Regions from separate parts of the Macaca mulatta genome. Here region 1 is linked to region 2. A link is a contact called in public Hi-C data. All regions are on one chromosome and are shown on one strand. The core of a region is the stretch at or near the end of the contact, and the rest is flanking DNA. Distances in the headings are between cores, read along the strand shown.

Region 1 (5,143 bases), core at 833-3,332, 810 kb before region 2:
TGAAAATCATCTCAATAAACTTTATCTTTAAAAACATTAGCTTAACTTCAATTGTTTGACGTGCCCTTTGGCTCTTTTTCTTTGGGTCAAGATCCCGAAGATCTTGTTTCACACCAACACTCTCCATTCATACCTGCAAGTGAAAAGTGCCTCAGCTTGACACCTTACACAGTACCTACCTTCCCAGTAGGATTTCTAGGGAATTCTTATTATTCTGGAGAGGAAAAAGAAAGAGAGAAAAAAAACAGATCTTTACAAATAGAGTAAAAGAAAAATAGTCACTGTTAATTAAAAATTTTAAAGTAACCTGATATTCCGTGCAAAACAGTTCTATTCGCTCTCTGTCAAATTTACAGTCTTCTAGATAAGTGCTAGAAGAAAAGAAAAAAGCCAAAGTTCTGTCTCCATTTTTAAAACTGAAATTGAAATCATAAAGGTAGCATTTGAAAATAAATGGATATTTAAATAAATCCTGTACCTTAGAGTTGACTTGTCAGCTCGGTGCTTTCCTGCCTCTAGTATGTAAGTTGCAGCTGCTGCATGACAATGTTTTAAAACCACTGGGTCGATATGTTTCAAGTCTGGATGATCTAAAATAAATTAACTTCCAGTGATGCCTATGATAATAAATTCTTTATAGTCATGTTCCTAAAAAGAATATTTTAATTTGGGTTTAAAAACCCTTTAACAAGATAAAAAAAATTCAACTATAAGGACAGTCATAATTATAAGTAAATGAGATGAGCAACAAGGTCAAGTGAAAAACAATAAAAACACATCAAGAACTCTACTATTACTGGTTTCAATTAACTTACTTTGCCTTAATATTTTTACTATTAAAAATATTATAGCCCCCAAAGAAAATATTACAATGCAATGGTCATTCTAACACTGGGGTAAATTCAAAGGAAAAACAAGATAAATATTTTACATGGTGTCAATTTTAGAATAAACTTCCGTCCTAAAAATGACGAGCTTAGGGTAACTGGCTCCATGAACAACACATCAAGGGGGTAGAAGGTAAGGCATGAGTTCAGAATATAAAATACAAATTTCAAAATTATAGTAGTACTTTCAGGGTTTGACAGTTATCCTTTTTTTTTTTTTTTTTGAGATTAACCCAGGTGGTGGTTACTATTTTCGTTTAAAGAACTTCCACTTTCATACTTTTTGTACAAGTGTTTAGTTCATGAAACTACAGAAAAAAAACAAAAATTTGAATTGTTGGGATATTTATATTTAAGAAAATCATCTAAAAGCGATCTGTCTTAAAATATGTCTTCAATCCAGACTGACACTGCACCTCCGCAGTCACTGACCAGATCGCTTAAAAGACACTCGCATCCTGGTAACTGGGGCGGAACAAAGTATTGTGCATCATAGTTTAAGGTTCTAGGTGTAGAACCTGAGTAAAACATGCTGAACTAGAGCGCTGGAGTGATCACAGCAACTTGAGGTATGCTCTAAGTTGGCAAATGTCGACACTATCTGACCTAGTAATTACTTCGGAAACAGACCCTTTTAAACCTTTGCTAGCCTAGCCCTGGAAGCTTGAATTGCAGGGAGCTCCCCAGATGAAGTCCAACTGTCAAAACAGCCGCAGCCTCAGACAAGGCTAAACACCTTAGATGTTTAGGCCACAAACAAGATTTGAACACGGGCTTTACAAAAGAACAAAGAGACTGGGAGGGAAACCGGGCCAGGAACGTGGAGCTGGCTCTATGCAGGTGCCAAGCGGGGCCAAAACAATGCTCAGGGTCTGCTCCGAGTCCTAGCAGAGCCACGTCCCCAACACTCCGTCCGGAGCGAAGGGCAAAGCCCGGAGACTTCCTCTTCCCGGGGCTTTCCCCTTCTCGCTCCGCCGGCTCCTCTTCTTCGAGCGCCCCTCCACCCCGGCGGATCCAGCTCCGAGCCGAGCCGAGCGGCTTACCTAACACGGCCTCGTCCGCCTGGGCGTCCAGCAGGCTCTGGAAAGCCGCCCGGAGGAGAAGCGTGAAGGCGTTGGAGTCGAAGGAGCCGGGATCCGCCAGCATCTGGAAGCCTTTCTGCACAGACTCGGAGAGCTCCATTGTGAGCGCGCCGTGACCTTCGACACGCACACCACGTGACACGCGCCGCGCGCTCAGCTGATGCGGCCGCGCGCGCACGCGGCTCGGGGCGGCTGGCGGCGGCGCGGGCTGCGGGGCGTCCCCGCCCGCCTCCGCGTCCGCGCGCAAGTCCCGCGCCCCCAGCAGCCGCCTGCCGCCTCCCACCGTTTCGGTCCAGCCTTTCCTTGTCCAGCGCAGGCCGCGGGATCTGCCGAGCCTTGGCGAGAAGGGCGGCCTCGGGCGCTTTGTGGACGCGCCGGGCGCTTTCTCCTTGGCTTAGCGCTTACCTCGGACGGTCACCAGCTCGGTTCCCTGAGAGATCCCGGGGAGACGGCGGACGGTGTCGGGATCCCGGCCCCCGCCTCCCGCAAACTGCGCCCTCCCCGCTCCTCGCTCTGCGCGAATCCTGCGGGGAGCTCCGATCTCAGGCAACTGGATTTTGTTTGTTTTTGTGGGTTTTTGTTTGTTTTGTTTGTTTTTTAGCTCACCAGCTTAACCTCGCAGCACTGCCCTTTTATGAGACTGTAAGACATCTAATTATGTGATTCTTGCTTATTTTTACTTTTTCTTTGTCATTTCTGGAATACGGCAGTAGAGTCCTTCGTGCATGGGGGGTGTGTACACATGCACACATACATAGAGTTCCTGTATGCACTGCACTCCAGCAATCGGATTATGAACAGATTTGACAGGATTATTAACAATTTTATATGCCGCTGCAAATAAATGCCAACTGCCATACACATTTTGTGCTACTCTACTCACTACATCTGTGGGTCCAGTTTTAGTTGCTGTATAGAATCTGCATAAATATGTTTTTATTAAACAGCTACCTTAGTAAAGTACAGTTAGGAATGGCAAGATCTTTATTAGAAGTGAATTACTGTTTAGGATGCTCATACCTTTAAAGATTCGAATACTGTATAAAGTTTAACTTCCTCTCTGTTTCTACGAAGTTGGTTTAGAGAACAAGAATGATTCTTTAAAAAACCCGTGAAGCAAAGTAGTTAGGCATTTTTAATCAAGAGAACTTGAAAAGTTAAAAAATACAAGTTCTTGAAGGGTGGAGGGAAGGGATGCGGAACAACAAAGATGTTTTAGTCTTCAGGAGCGATTATTTGCTACATTAGACCCAAAGTGAAATATTCTTTTATTTTTCTAACTTAGATGTCTATTTTAAAAATGTTTGATGGATATAGTCGCCATTTATCTTGGCACCAATACATAAAGAGTACCTCATTTCACAACAGGATGCAAATGGAGTAACAGCATCAGTAACAAATTGAGTAACTCTACTCAGCCCTCCTTTGAAAGCTTTAAAAGGCACGTGCAGTGGCTGTTCACTCGGTGAGAATATAGTAGCAGTGAAGGATTTAAAAGTCTCCCTAGAGTCTTTATGAAACAAACACCTATTAATCATGTTCATCTTTTCTTCCCATCACTCATCTTCTTCCTGATTTGTTTCTCATCAGTAATAAAATGTCAGTTGAAAAACTTCATGATATCTGATTACATAGAGAATAAATAGGACAGAGTTGTGTAAATGTTCAACAATATTAACATCCAAGCTTATTACGTTTATTACACATGTATTTATGACCTAGTGTAACACTGATTATTAATACTAATAGATTTGAGTTGATAACTCTTAATACTCAATTTTAGTGTCAAAAAACAGTATTAATCATGGGGATAGATTTTAAAATATTATTTTAAAAGAGAAAAATAAACACAAGTGGTTGTGAATTTGTGGGCATAAAAGTTAGGAAATTCACAAGTATTGTTTCCATAATAGCTGTCATGTTACTCTGTTGCCCATGTATGAGTACTTTCTCTTAGGATGTTTTGTCCTCTTAGGCCTAAGTATATTCATGTGTTAGGCCTAAATGATGGGCACATTTTAAGCTCGCACAAAAATTTTCACCATAGTGTGTTCTAATGCTAGAAAAACTGAATTTTCCTACTACAGTTATATTTATTTAAACTTCCTTTGAAGGAGGCACAGGATTGAGTGTTTCAAACATGTGTGTCTTTGACAAGCCATTGAAATACATGGAAGTATGATTATCAAAAGGCATGACTCCCAGATGTAGACTCTCTTGGTTGCAGCCATAAAAATCAATGCGTTTTATATTAGAAAAACTACATATGAATATATTCTGAAAGTATGAAAAATACTGTTTAAAATTTTGCTTTACTCACTGAAAACAGCATTGGAACTTTGACTAAACTGCAGGCTCAAAGCCAGTAAACTAACTTTGGCCCCAAAAAGTTCTTTAAAAGAACAATTATGTGCAACTGAAAATAAGAAAATACAGATGTAGCCATCTTCACATGAATAATATATCTTGCCTTCTAAACTGCAAATATTAGGTAGACAATGCTGATAAATTTATTTTTCTTTTTGAGAATCTAGAAATCATTTGAAGAACTAGAAGTTACCCTTTTAAACAATGTTTTAAAGTTTCAAGTACATTGTATCCTTTGAACTGGTTAATTTTTTTTAGAAACAAACTTAATATTGGCCCCTTTATTGTGATTACAATTAAATAGGCTAGGGCTTTTGCAGGATCTATGTGGTCAGCTTTTCCCACAGGCCTCATTGCTGCATTTGTTAGTGTTATGAATTTAAATATTTTCTTTTTTAGATTGTATAAGTACTTTTGCTCTTGTGCAAAGAACGCTGAAGGAAGATACTCCTTTAGATTGAAGAGTTCATGGAACTCCATGGGGAGAAAAAAAATTTTAATAAGTTTAAGTGCCATTGAGACAAAGACTAGTTTTAACTGGCTTATATATTTATTATATATTCTAGTGGAGATCTGTTTTATCTGTTTTATTCTCTGTAGCCTACTCACATGCTACAGAGAAAAAAGTTTAAAACACTTTTAAAACTACCTATAAATAAGAAACCATTCTCTCTGTGTTCCCTAACACCAGTGCTTTGATGGTTACTTTAAACTTTGAGATATTTGTTAATGATATAGGCTTTACTGTTTTAAAGCTATTTTAACCACAAATGGACAGTTGGAAGGAGTATTTAACTGAGTTATATA
Region 2 (4,855 bases), core at 353-2,852:
ACTTGGGAGACACTTTATCGGAAAAATAAGTAGAGAATTTTTTGTATATATGAGAAAAATATTATAACCCTTTCCACTTAAAAAGTGAAGATCATTGATGCCCCAAAATAACTGAGGCTAAGAAATAATTAGATACCTTAAAGCTACAGTCTAAATTTCCATAACTGTTTGGAAGACTTCTCTCCAACATGGGAGGGGAATTTGTTTTTTAATGTCAAAGGTTGTGTTAGTGTGTACATTTAACCCAGGAAATTGTAAGAACTATCTTCAACTCAAGTTGGAAAAAGGGAATGTGTTTGAGCAAAGTCTATTTTTAACAACAGAAAAGTGTGAGTTAAAGTGGACTGTGTGTTAGGTTGGGAATATAATCATGGCAAATTCACTATACAAGTATTTTTGATTCTTCAATGGAACTATCCTCAAATTTTAGAAACTTGAAAAATTGAAGTCTTAACTATTGTGTATTAAACTGAACCAAGAGATCACAGAAAGACAAAGCTGTGGTAAAAGATGTTATAATTATATTCTCACATATTTAGTAGGAAAATCACAGCAAAGGAAATGTACCAGGAAGATATGAAATAGAACAAATATGTTACAAATAATGGAGTAGAAGGAGTTGCTGCACAATATAGCTTCACAATCTTATATTTTGAGGGGTAGGTTTTAATGAGAAGCCTCTGCATTGCATGGGAACTGGCAGTCAGAAGAATTATTTATGCAGTAAGAAGGAACAAAAATTAATTATTAGGAGCTCAGTAATCTCCAAATAAACTCTAAGCTTGGAGGTTAAAAATAGACGGTTATCTTCATGTTCAATTATACAGTATCAATTACTAATACAACTGATGTTTCAGTGTCTCAGAGAGACCGGATACCATCTTCTATGGAGATATCTTGGTATTAATTAATGACTGCTTTATTCTCATGATTTGCAAGGAAAAATAGGGGTCGTGTCACATTAAAATTAAGATTATCTTAGTTTATCTGGGCTCTTAAACAAAGATCATTCAAAGTAATTATATTTTGAATTAACCGACGTAGGCAATTTATCTAGGTTTTTTTGTTTGTTTGTTCAAAGACAGGAAAATAAAGATCAGAAATAAGCAAAGTTTCATTTTGAAGATAGAAAGAACCAAACAAACATGTCTTGACTTTTGCAATATTTCCCTTGCTAAAGGGGGAATGAGGGAACTGTAAAAGACGTGACTTTGCAAAGTCAAGTCCTTTTTAAAAGACTCGGATCGAAATTCTTGCTATGCAACAAGGATTCAAGTTTGATTAATTTTCTGCAAGCGACGTGACAGCGGTGTTTTAAAAGATTAATTAAAATTGAAGTGATACGGAGCAGGAATTCAACCTGCAGAGGCGTCCCTGGCGCCTTAGGGGGCTTTGCAAGCGAGTCCCAAGCCCGAACTGCGGGCTTTCCCGAGCCTGGGACGCAACTCCCCGTATCCTGGAGAGGAACGCGGAATTTGGCAGGGCGCCCGCCTGGCCGCCTGGCATCCTGAGCTGGCCGCCAGCTCTCGGGGGGTGGGGCCGGGGTGTGTCCTGGGGAACCCGCTGCTGAAAGAACAGCTAGCGCAGCTCGCGACGAGCCCAGTGAGGACCAGGGTCACGCCGAGAGGCCGGAGGGGGCTCCAGGCAGCCTGGAGCTGACGGCGCCGGGCTGCGTCCTCTTCACCTGGGGGTGGGTGGTGGGGGCACCTACTTTGTGACCCGGCTGGTGCCGAGCTCCCTCTACCGTGGGAGCTTGCAGGGGTACGGGGGTGTGAGTGGCGCTCCGCGGACTCGCGTCTACAGTACAGAGGACATGCAGGGTTCGGCCGGGGGGCGGCTGCACCGGGGCCTGCCTCGTGGACCTGGACTCGGGACTCCGGGCGGCGCTGCCCGGTGCCATTGCCTCAGCCACATCTCCCACCTCTCTGCTCTGTTTCCCGCCCCACCTTTCCCTTACTCCCGCATCCCTGTCCCCTCGCTTCCCTCCGCGACGCCTCCATCCGAGTATGAAACGAAGCTGAACGCATTGGTAACTGTGCTCAAGAAGATACAATCGCGGGAGCCCTCAGGGTGGCGCACGGCGGAGAGGCGACGCGGGTGGCGCTGCAGAGGGTACGGTGGGGGGCGGGGAAGAGGGGGGCGTTCGTGTGCAATTAGCTTCCCCAGGGCGCGGACCACGGTGTCCCCTTCTCTCCAGCTGGGGGTCTTGGGTCCTGGCGCTGAGAGGGCGCGCCTTGCCTCGTTGCCCGGGCAGTGCACCCGTGGGCCCCAGGGCGACGCGGCGGGGGCGGCCCTTGCGACCTGCGGCGGCGCCAGGAAAGCCCTGCCTCTGCAGCCGGTCCCAGGGGTTGGGCCTGGAAGGGTCCCTGGGAATGCTCCGCGCCGAGAAGGCTCTATGGTTTCTCCTCCCCCACACGTCTCCCTGTCCTCCCCTCTTCCCGGGGACCTCGGAGGTGGCGGGGAGGTGGGAAGGCAGGCGGGCTTGCAGACAGTGCAGGCTGGGGAGCCGGAGCTCGGGAGCTGGGGGAGTCCGAGTGAGAACGGAAGCACGCGATGGAAGGGGCCAGGGGAGAGGGGGACGGCACCGGGGAGGGCCGGGGTGCGGGGCAGGCGGCAGTCCCTTCCCCTCCGAGTGGCGCGGGGGACCTCTTCCCCGGGGAACCCCCACCCAGCCGTTCCCAACCTCGAGAACAAAGGGTCTGGGAAGCACGATCGGGGTCGGGGAGCGGAGGTGGAGGGAGGCAGGAAGGCAGGCAGTGGGGGTAGGGGAGGGCGTCTCCCCACGTTTCCTCTCGCGGCCGAATGATGGAAAGCTCCCTCCTGCAAACGCCTCACTGAGGCCGCTTCTAAATCCGGGAGGGCTCGGGTTCCTTACCTAACGGCTGCACTTCGATCCCTTCCTCCCCCAGAGTCCCCACCCCCTCCGGGGACCGGGGCCCCGGAGCTGCCAGGCCCGCTGAACGCGGCGGCGCGGGAGAAACCACGGGACAGCAGCGCCCCCTGCAGGTACCGGGCGTCTCCACAGCCGCTGCGCCGACCCTACTCTTAAGGTGGCACCACCGGGTTCCCAGCCCGCGTGCGCGGCTCTCGTGGTCCGCAGCCCGCAGCCCTGGCTCCATCGCTGCATGTTTCCCTCGAGCAGTGGGCCTGACCGTCTGGAACGGCCGGAGTGTGCTAATCCCTGCTGCTATCTGCTTGATCCCTTGACCCTACCACCTGCAGGACTTCGTCCGCGGATGCCCAGATAGCGATTTCGACAGGCGAGATTGAAAATTCCCTGCGAGTATATAAGGATGCGTAAGTCTCGCTTCAGGGAGGAACGACCAGAATGGCATTTCTTTAAGCCTAAATCAAACTTTTATTTTCGTTTATAAAAAGCAGAAGGCCAGCAGGAAGGGGTCGCGGAGGATTGGCACTTCCACAACCGTAGGACTCTTGGATACAAGTTTTTAGGGTGAGACTGGGCGGTCCGGGGTTCTCCTTCGGCGCTCCTATCTCGCAAACTCATGGGCAGGTGCGGTGCTAGAGGCCGGGGGCAGCGGCGGACCCGCAGGGTAACCTCGTCTCGCGCACCTCTCGAGCCCCCAGCAGCAGCCCACTCTCGTCCGCATGCTTTATTTATTTGGTGACACCAGGGAAAGTGGAGAAGATCGAAGTGCAGTTTTTCTTTTTTCTTTATTTTTAACTGAATGGTATTAAGTTAATGGTATGTGTATGTGAACTTATGGTATGTGTATGTAAATGGTATGTGTATGTGAACCCACAATCTCTTGGAAATAAGTGTCCTCAGCGAACTCCAGATTTCTAGGGGAAACCTACGTGCCCAGAGCAGGAAACGCACAAGCCAATCCAGGTTCCGGTGCCATCCGCAGTAAATTCCCTTCCTTTTGCACCAAATTCCTCCTCTGCTTCCAGGAGAGGGACCCCCGGGACTCCCGCACACCCAGGACCGGGAGCGGCTGAGCAGAGGGCAGGTGCGAGGGCGCGGGGGAAGGGAGGCTGCCTGCGGACCTGGGGCGCGCAGTTTCCCAGCACCGTGGGAACCTCCAACCCCGGGGCGCTCGGCCTAGGCTCCGCCCTGCCAGGCCTGGGGCCCAATGGCCCACCTAGTGGGTCCTACCTCGGGGAAACCGAGTCCGCGAGTGGGTCTGGCCGCCGCGAGGGAAGCTCGCCTGGGCAAGTGCCGCGCGGGGTCAGACCCTCTCCAGGGGTTGCAAACCGCAAGCGAAAGTCGAGAGGGGCTGGAGCTTTTCCTCTAATCCGTTTTACACTGTGAAAACCGCAAGCCTGTCGCCCAGACGGCCCCTTTTAAATTGGGAAGCAAATAGACGAAAAACCAAAACAAACTTAGGAGCGGACTTTTCCCAGCTAAGTTTCCCCTCAATAAAAAGCTCGCTTTCTGGGAAAGAGAGAAACTGATCCGCGCTCACTTTTGCTCTCTTGGAGATTCTAGGGGCACTGGGGCGCGCAGGACGCGCGGCGACAACCCCAGCGCGCATGGGGCAGCCTGGACTGTGCCCCTCTCACCACCTCCTTCCCAGGCTTCTCCGTGCTTCGCTCTCCACTGGGGTCCCGCCTCTCCACGGGTCACGCCGAGGTCATATGCTCCTTGCAAGGGGTCCGTGCTTTCTCGTTTGGCCTGAAAGGCACATGTTGGCGCTCGATGTTGGGGCGCAGTGTGTGGTGCGCGTTGATTTGTCTGCTGATCTGGGTTTCTTCCAAGCACCGGGCAGGAAGTGTAGGGGTTTGGGTCGCCAGTCCAGGCGCTCGGGAAACCTCCAGGCCAACCAGAAGAAACACTTGCAGATACCTTTCTAACGTCACAGTTTCCCCCAGGAGAAAAAGCAGAAGTTGC

What was found. A called contact is a pair of places that touch in the nucleus more often than the background predicts.
Region 1: a Hi-C map of liver shows a contact between it and region 2, with 4 times the contacts expected there. The contact joins the promoter of COMMD3 here to the promoter of MIR1915HG in region 2. A contact is called at or near these places in 2 of 14 Hi-C or Micro-C datasets (fetal cortex germinal zone and liver).

Annotation. Positions count from the first base shown.
Region 1 is chr9:23,770,098-23,775,240 of T2T-MMU8v2.0, reverse strand. COMMD3 (COMM domain containing 3) reads right to left here and starts at 2,082. Exons shown (of 8, transcript NM_001195447.1): 1 at 1,931-2,082; 2 at 479-590; 3 at 308-371; 4 at 180-214. The coding sequence starts at 2,069.
Region 2 is chr9:22,963,394-22,968,248 of T2T-MMU8v2.0, reverse strand. MIR1915HG (MIR1915 host gene) reads left to right here and starts at 1,602. Exons shown (of 4, transcript XM_015146584.3): 1 at 1,602-2,112; 2 at 2,910-3,127; 3 at 3,130-3,214; 4 at 3,216-3,414. The coding sequence starts at 1,814. The coding sequence ends at 3,270.